Linked DNA regions of Mus musculus: region 2 is linked to region 1. A link is a contact called in public Hi-C data. All regions are on one chromosome and are shown on one strand. Each heading gives the region's core, a stretch centred on a gene start, on an enhancer-like site or on the middle of the called end of the contact. The rest is flanking DNA. Distances are from core to core; before and after follow the strand shown. Region 1 overlaps Gm29669 (predicted gene 29669). Region 2 overlaps 4931428L18Rik (RIKEN cDNA 4931428L18 gene).

Region 1 (3,535 bases), core at 706-3,205:
CTCAAAAGTACAAGAGGAGAAGGGAGAGGGAGGGAAGGAAGGAGGGAGAGACAGAGAGACAGACAGGAAAGAGTATATATTGGTCTAGAAGATGATCTGAGTATAATAGTTCTTTGCATCCATATTGGGCAGCTCACAATTGCCTGTAACTCTATCTGCAGGACATGTAATGCCTCTGTTGGGTCATGCCCTCATGTGAACACAGCCACCGGAGGACACATACACACAATCAAAAATAATAAAATCCCTTAAAAGTGTTCAGTACCACATCAATTTTGTTTTAGTGATCTTTAGTTAATACCAGTTCTGCTATCTACTATATTTACTTGCTCGTCAGTTCAAAATTAGAGGATATGATTGATTTTTAAATGATTTTCAAAAAGTTTGGTGTCAATAAAAGGTATGTCAGGTTTTTTTTTTTTTGTCAAGATTCAACATTTGAGTCTTCTTTTGTATGTTTATGTATGTTTGCATATGTTTGTATGTGCATTTGCATGTATGTGTTGCACATGCAGTCTGTCTGGTTGTATATATAGTTATATAGTTGTGTGTGTGTGTGTGTGTGTGTATGAGAGAGAGAGAGAGATATGTGTAAGACAGCATTTGATGTCTGATGTCTTTCTCCATCACTTTTACTTTGTTTTCTGTTTTTTCTGCTTTACCTGGTACTTTCCAGTTTTGCTAGTCTAGCTAGCTGGTGTGTCTAGCTAGCTATCTTCACCTTTCAAATTCTGGGATTACTGGTATACTGTTAACCCTGTCTGGATGAAGTTGCATTTGTGATAAAAGCTGAAAGAAAGGCTGGGCAAAGAGGCACTTGCAATGACTCCCTTCTTATGGAAGCACGGAAGCAGAGCCTTGGATTGGCTAAGAATGGATGTAGGTTTACTGCTCTTTTTTTTTTTAAATACCTGAAGCATGCTGGGTAAATTAGCTAGCAGTACTACCTCTGCCTTTCCTCACTTGCAAAAGGATTTAGCTCGTATGAAGCTAGGGAAAGCTAACTGAAGGATATTTTTAGAGCATGAAATATTGTAGTAGTCGTCATCATTTGTGATGAAAGGTTTATATTCTCAATATCAAACTCCAAGACTCTTACTTCTCTTAAAAGCAATTCATCTCTGCACAGGTTCCTTGTCAGAAAAGCAGCTGGATATTATTAATATTAAGAGGCCTCCCTGGTGTGAAGTATTGGCTCACAGATTATATGATTTTAGCATTAGAGCAGGAGATAAGAATTTAAAAAATGGATTACCACCCAAACCAGTAGATTAAAAGAAACTGTTCCTGACACCCACCTAAAGGATTGTTGCATGTGCTCTCGGTGACTGTCTCAGGCAGAACAGGTCAGATAGAGACAAACTGACCTTAAGGCATGCATTCTTACCATTACAAAAATTACACATTTTTTTTTGTCTGTGTAATATTTCCTTGATTTCCCCTTCTGTTGTTGGGATCATATCCCGTTATTTTAGAGATAGGGTCTTATGTAGTTTAGGCTGGCCTTGAACTTGCTATGTAGGTGAGAATGACCTTGAACTACTGCTTTTGTGTACTATGTGCTATAATATTACAGATATGTGGCACATGCGAGAGTCCCATTTAGGTCACGTCTTAATATTTTCATGCTACAAGATATAGGATATTTAGTAGCATCTATCTGTCAGTCAGCCTGTCTGTCTGTCCATCTGTCTGTCTAACTATCTCTATCATTTAACCTATCTATACCTACCAAAGGTCTTGCTATGCAGCTTAGGGTGGCCTTGAACTCATGCACTTCCCAAGACTTCAGAGAGCGCATTATACCATGCCTCACCACAATCCACTAGTATCAGTTTCTTGCTAAATAAAACATATGAGTGAATAAGTAATCCAAAGAGCATAGAGATGGCTACTCCTTAAAGCCACCTTTGGCCATATTTCTTGTTAATGGGCACTAAACTACATGTGTCAGTGACGAGCGTCTAATTAAAACCACCAGCATTTCCTGTGTCCCAACTGATGTCAGAACTGTTACAAATCATCCACGTGTCCCTTTGCTTAGAGCTTGACAACCTACCAATCTGCTATGGGGAGGCCTGGTGACTATAACTTAACAACTATTCTTTCAGGACAGCCATAGTTTTTAACTGGGTTTTGGGATGTGGGGGATCTTCCAAGTGGCCAACCTGGACCAGAATCTAGCTTTCAATGACATAGGGAAGGGTCTGCTGTGAAGTTCAGCTCACAGTGGAAATACAGACATCTCTTTTTTTTTTTTTTTTTGGAGTGTCTTCCAAGATTTTGCTTGGGAAATGATCCATCACTAACAAAGCTTGAGGTCTGTGCTCACATTGCTAAAAAAGTATTAAATAGAAAGCTCTGTTCTTTGAAGTCCATAAGAGAAGATAAGTTTGAGTCCTTTAATGCCCTGGTTAACTTTTGAGCCACCAAAGCCAAAGCAAGATACATTAATATTAGTGTTGCTTGTCTGGGTGATTTTGAGATTGGAAGATTGACAACTTTGTTTTAGGGCACTTGCAAAGCTGCTGTAGGACAGGGAGCAAGCAGATTTACTTCCTGTCTAAGTTAATAAATTTCATTCCCTCCTCTAATTGGACATAGTCCAGGGTTATAAAGATAGTATCTCTCTCTGAGTCAGAGGCAGACAGACTTTCCAATTAGGGCAATAAATGTGATGTTTCTATAGGGGTGAGATTTCCCAGTAGCTCCTTTAAAAGAGTGACCCCTTTGGTGTGCAGCTCCTACCTTAGCTACATCTGCTTCTCTGCCACAGGCATTGTGTGAGCATGTTGCTCAGCTCTGCCATGTATAATAAACGGCACTGATGAATATGGCTTTATTGTCTCCTTCCTGATTGAATCTATGGAAACTTGGCAAGCTGACTGACTTGGCAGACATCATGGCGGCTGGTGTTCAGGATCTGTTTGGTTGCTAGTAGTATGTTCACCTCTGGAAAAAAATGCTGACAATGAGAACATCATGTGGAAGATGAATTCCCACTAGGATCCGTGCTTTTGACTTTTATAGAAGAGTCCACAGTCTCCTAGGAAATAGTGAAAGTATTCATAACTATGTTTCGGTGAATGTCTAGGAGTATCTTGAAAACATTACTGCTAAAATTTCTCTTCCTGCTGCCTTAGCAATAATCTTATCCTCCCCATCCATACAGCAAAGAAGGTATTTTGGTTAGGAGTTATTCATCAACTTCCCAAAAGTTTGTACAAATTTTATTGCATACAAGATCTATTTGGGAGCTTGGTGGAAGCAGATCGCTATGTCCTACCCTCCGGGGACTTACTGCGTGAGTCTGGGGGGCCAGACTGAAATAGCTTTTGAAAGGAAATCCAGAGAAATTTGACTTTGATGGAGCATATCATGGTTTAAATTTGAAAAGTTAAAAGAGCAAATGTCTTCTTTAAGTGAAACTGTAAGTAGGTGAGAGGCATAAAATTAATCTGTGTCTTTCCTTTTCAAGATGTAGGTGTGACTGGAGAGGCATTTGAGGATATTTGATGTGTCCCCATGCAGAAGC
Region 2 (3,535 bases), core at 458-2,957, 96 kb after region 1:
ACTGAAGGACACAATTTCAGCAATATAAAAGTATACTTTTACTTTATAATTCTTTGCTTTATAATCCATTGTAGTTCTTTAAAAATATTTTAATAGGAAGTACTTTTTAGGAAGAGTCTTATGCATCCCTGGTCACATCCTAAAGGCATCATTGCCAGGGGCAGATCCAGGTGATCTAGAGGCTCTGCTGGGTGCTGAGGACCAAGTAATTGTGTGCAGGATGAATTGTATGTGTGTATATGTGGGTGTAGGTGTATATAGTTGGTGTATGTGTGATGTATGTGTGGTATGTATATATTGTATGTAGAAAATATATAGTGTGTATAATGTGTGTGGAATGTCTATGTGTACATGTATGTGTGTTTGTATATGTGTATGTATGGTATAAATACATAGTATATGCAGCATATATATATACATATATATATATTATGCAGTATATTTGTATAGCTCATGGTATATATATATATATATATATATATACATATATATATATATATATATATATAATGTGTATGTGGTATATGTACCATGTGCATATGTGTGTGTATATGCTGTGTGTGCATGTGTTATGTGTGCATTTTTATGGCATGTGCATATGTGGTGTGTGTATGCACATGTGTGTGATGTATATGTGTGTGTGTATGTATATGTGAGGTGTGTGTGTGTGTGTGTGTATGTGTAGTGTGTATGTGTGTTTCTCTGTGTTACAAAGTTGCCACTCATTTTTTTTTCTGTTCACAACAATGTCTGGAGAGCAGCCCTCTTGCACATTGCTCTGTCTCTTCTCTTTGTGTTGCTGACCTCTGCTGTCCGAGAAGTGCACCTGTGCACCTCTGCAGTGAGGAATGACCACAGGTCACAGAGACTTTGCCTTTATTTCCCCATAAGCCTCTTACGTGTGGAGACTTGCCTGTGAGAACTGCACAGGATCACAGGTTTCAGGGTTACAGAGAACAGTGGGTTGCTGTGCTCAGAGAAGAAACAGCCCATGTCTCCAGATGTCTCTGCAGTGACAGCAAAATATGCTAGTTGACGTGATGCAGTGGCTCTTTATTTTTCCATACCTCCTCAGCCCCCCCCCCAAAAAAAAAACCCTATCCTGAAGACTTCTTTTTTTTCTTTTTGCCTGTGGGCTTTGGGTGCTGGGAATCAACAAGCGGAACTCCGTCTTAACCACTGAGCCTCTTATTCAACCTCCTGGAAGGAACCATTTTTGTTCGTATTATTCACAATATTATTATTATTATTATTATTATTATTATTATTATTATTATTATTAGTGTGTGGTCTACTCTACTGTTGATTTATTCTAGGATGTATTTTGATGAAGAAAATAATCCCCAGGGCTCCCAAGTATGCAAGCATATCTGCTAGTGAATTTATGAGTTTATTTCTTAATGAACTTCATTATATTTTAGATTTTAAGAACTTCCATACTCTTGATTCTGTGAATTCCGAACCTCACTTAATTCAGTGACCTCATCTGTCCAAACCACGTGAGGGGAGAAGTTTTGTGTCTTCCTTTAGGAGTTAGATAAATGATCTAACATTAGTCATTAGGATTAATGATTCTAGTGCAGTCCTCTGATAAGAAACAAGCATGATATCCTAAAATAGAAAGAATACAATCAAGGAATGTACTCTCACATAAATATCGATTCTGATAAGAGAATTGTGGAAAGTCCCACACTTGGTGAATCATTAGCTCACAGGAAGGGTGATCACCTCACAGGACTGGTGACAGGAATAGAGACTGGGCAGATGTTGCCACCTGCTGTTTGCTCGCTGCTATTATTCCCTTACGTAACAATTCCCCAAAGCTGCATTTCTTTTACCAGAAAGCTCATCCTTGCCTCAATCCCATTCTCTTTTAAAATCACTTTCGTTTTAATTAACTTACTTTTAAGTACAATACCAACCCGTTCATGGAGAGTGATCCTTCTTTTATAGATTGGGAAATTTCTCGAAATTTCCTTTAGCATGCTGAAACAAACAAACAAAACCAGCTTTGGGTTTTGACAGGCTACAGTTTATGTAATTGAAATCTCATTGAAAAGCACATCATTATCCAATTGAATCTGAAGCAATCAAGATCACTGGGTTGCTACTGAGTTTTAGTCTGTGGAAATTGATTTGTTTGTTTGTTTTTTGGTATAGTCTTAGTCTTTTCAGACTGTTATAACAAAATGTCATAAGTTATATACAGAAGAAATATTTATCTTTAGTCTGTAGGAGGAGGAGAACAAGATAGAAGCGATATAGGATTTGGGGTCAGTGAGGCTATTCCTGGCTACTTCACTTGTAGACAGATCAGTGATCTCTCTGATCCCCAGTTGGCTATTTAGTCTGCCACCCTCAGGATCTAATCACCTTATAAAGACACGAGTTTAGGATGTGAATGCATGCCTCTGGGAGTGGAACTGGAACTGGAATCCCAAATTCTATTAGGCAATGACACTCTAAACATTGGATGGCAGTGACTGGTCAATTCTTTTTTATTAGGGTAAAACCCAATTTCCTTTCTTACTAATTAGTTTTCCTAATTGTACTTGATGATTCAACAATATGCATTGAATGCAGTTGTCCGTATGTCATTCATTCAATCCAGACACAAAGGAAACCTCAAAAAGCTCTTAGCTTAATTTCAGGTTTACTGTGAATGATCTGAGATAACATTATAGACTCATGGTTATGGCAGAACCAAGGTTAGGGTTAAGTAAAATATATTAAATGTTTTCTTGTCTGTAATGCTTTGGACGTACTAGGAGATGTGGTCTGTAAAATAATTAATAAAGTACTTGTTTCCATATTACAGATACGGAAATTTGGACACAAGAAAATTGAAGTACTTGTGCATAAATGTCCCCCATCTAGCAAAAATAACCTTCTATTAGTTCTCTTAATTGCAAAGTTGACTCACTTATACTGTCTCTTATGAGTTAGCATAATTAATTTGTGTCTTAAGCAGTCAATCTTTTCTACTTTCCCTTCCTGAATGAGTTTGGAAGTACACTGTTTCACGGAGTCTCCAGCTAAGACTGGCCTTCACTAGGTGCCATATTCAATATCATGAAGTCCTTAGTACAGAATTTATCAGAGTCACACTCTAGGACATCAGACCTACAGGATCAGAGGAAGCACCGATGGATGTAACCAAAAGATGTCTTTTCCTTGTTTTTTGGCCTCAGCAGCTAAGATTCCAAAGGTCACTTTCTCTTAGCCTGTTATAGTTTCATCTCAGATGTGCTTTACTCTTTGGCCCTCTCTGAGTTTTCCTGCTGTACATCTCTAGACAGTCTGGGAGTCACGATTATGGCAGGCTCTCCTGGATAATTTTTCTACCTTAATGGATTTGAGACCTGAATATATAACAACATTTGTAGGATAACTTCAGTTTGGGTGTGACTGAATAACCTATAGGGTTTTATGGGCTTGGGGAGACTGCTCAGTGGTTTAAAGAAGCCCATGTAGAAGGAAATGTCTGATGAATGAATGAGATCATGCCTAGAACCCAAAGAGGAAGAAGAGGTCA

The links. A called contact is a pair of places that touch in the nucleus more often than the background predicts.
Region 2: a contact with region 1 is called in a Hi-C map of the N1E-115 cell line, with 5 times the contacts expected there. The contact joins two enhancer-like sites. A contact is called at or near these places in 14 of 484 Hi-C or Micro-C datasets (the AML12 cell line, the C2C12 cell line, the N1E-115 cell line and 7 more) and 3 of 115 datasets of contacts at active chromatin or transcription factors (bone marrow-derived macrophages, fibro-adipogenic progenitors and pancreatic cancer cells).

What each region holds. Positions count from the first base shown.
Region 1 is chr1:31,056,381-31,059,915 of GRCm38.p6, forward strand. All of the region lies in intron 1 of Gm29669 (predicted gene 29669), which reads right to left. Among named protein-coding and RNA genes, the nearest start is that of Gm29669, 38 kb to the right of the region's middle. Within about 2 kb of position 1,956, at least 36 of the 459 cell types and tissues checked have an H3K27ac peak or open chromatin away from gene starts, as enhancers often do. A contact at or near this core is called in the C2C12 cell line, the N1E-115 cell line and pancreatic cancer cells, where this site is marked.
Region 2 is chr1:31,152,399-31,155,933 of GRCm38.p6, forward strand. The region is part of intron 2 of 4931428L18Rik (RIKEN cDNA 4931428L18 gene); the gene reads right to left. Among named protein-coding and RNA genes, the nearest start is that of Lgsn, 22 kb to the right of the region's middle. Within about 2 kb of position 1,708, at least 39 of the 459 cell types and tissues checked have an H3K27ac peak or open chromatin away from gene starts, as enhancers often do. A contact at or near this core is called in the C2C12 cell line, the N1E-115 cell line and pancreatic cancer cells, where this site is marked.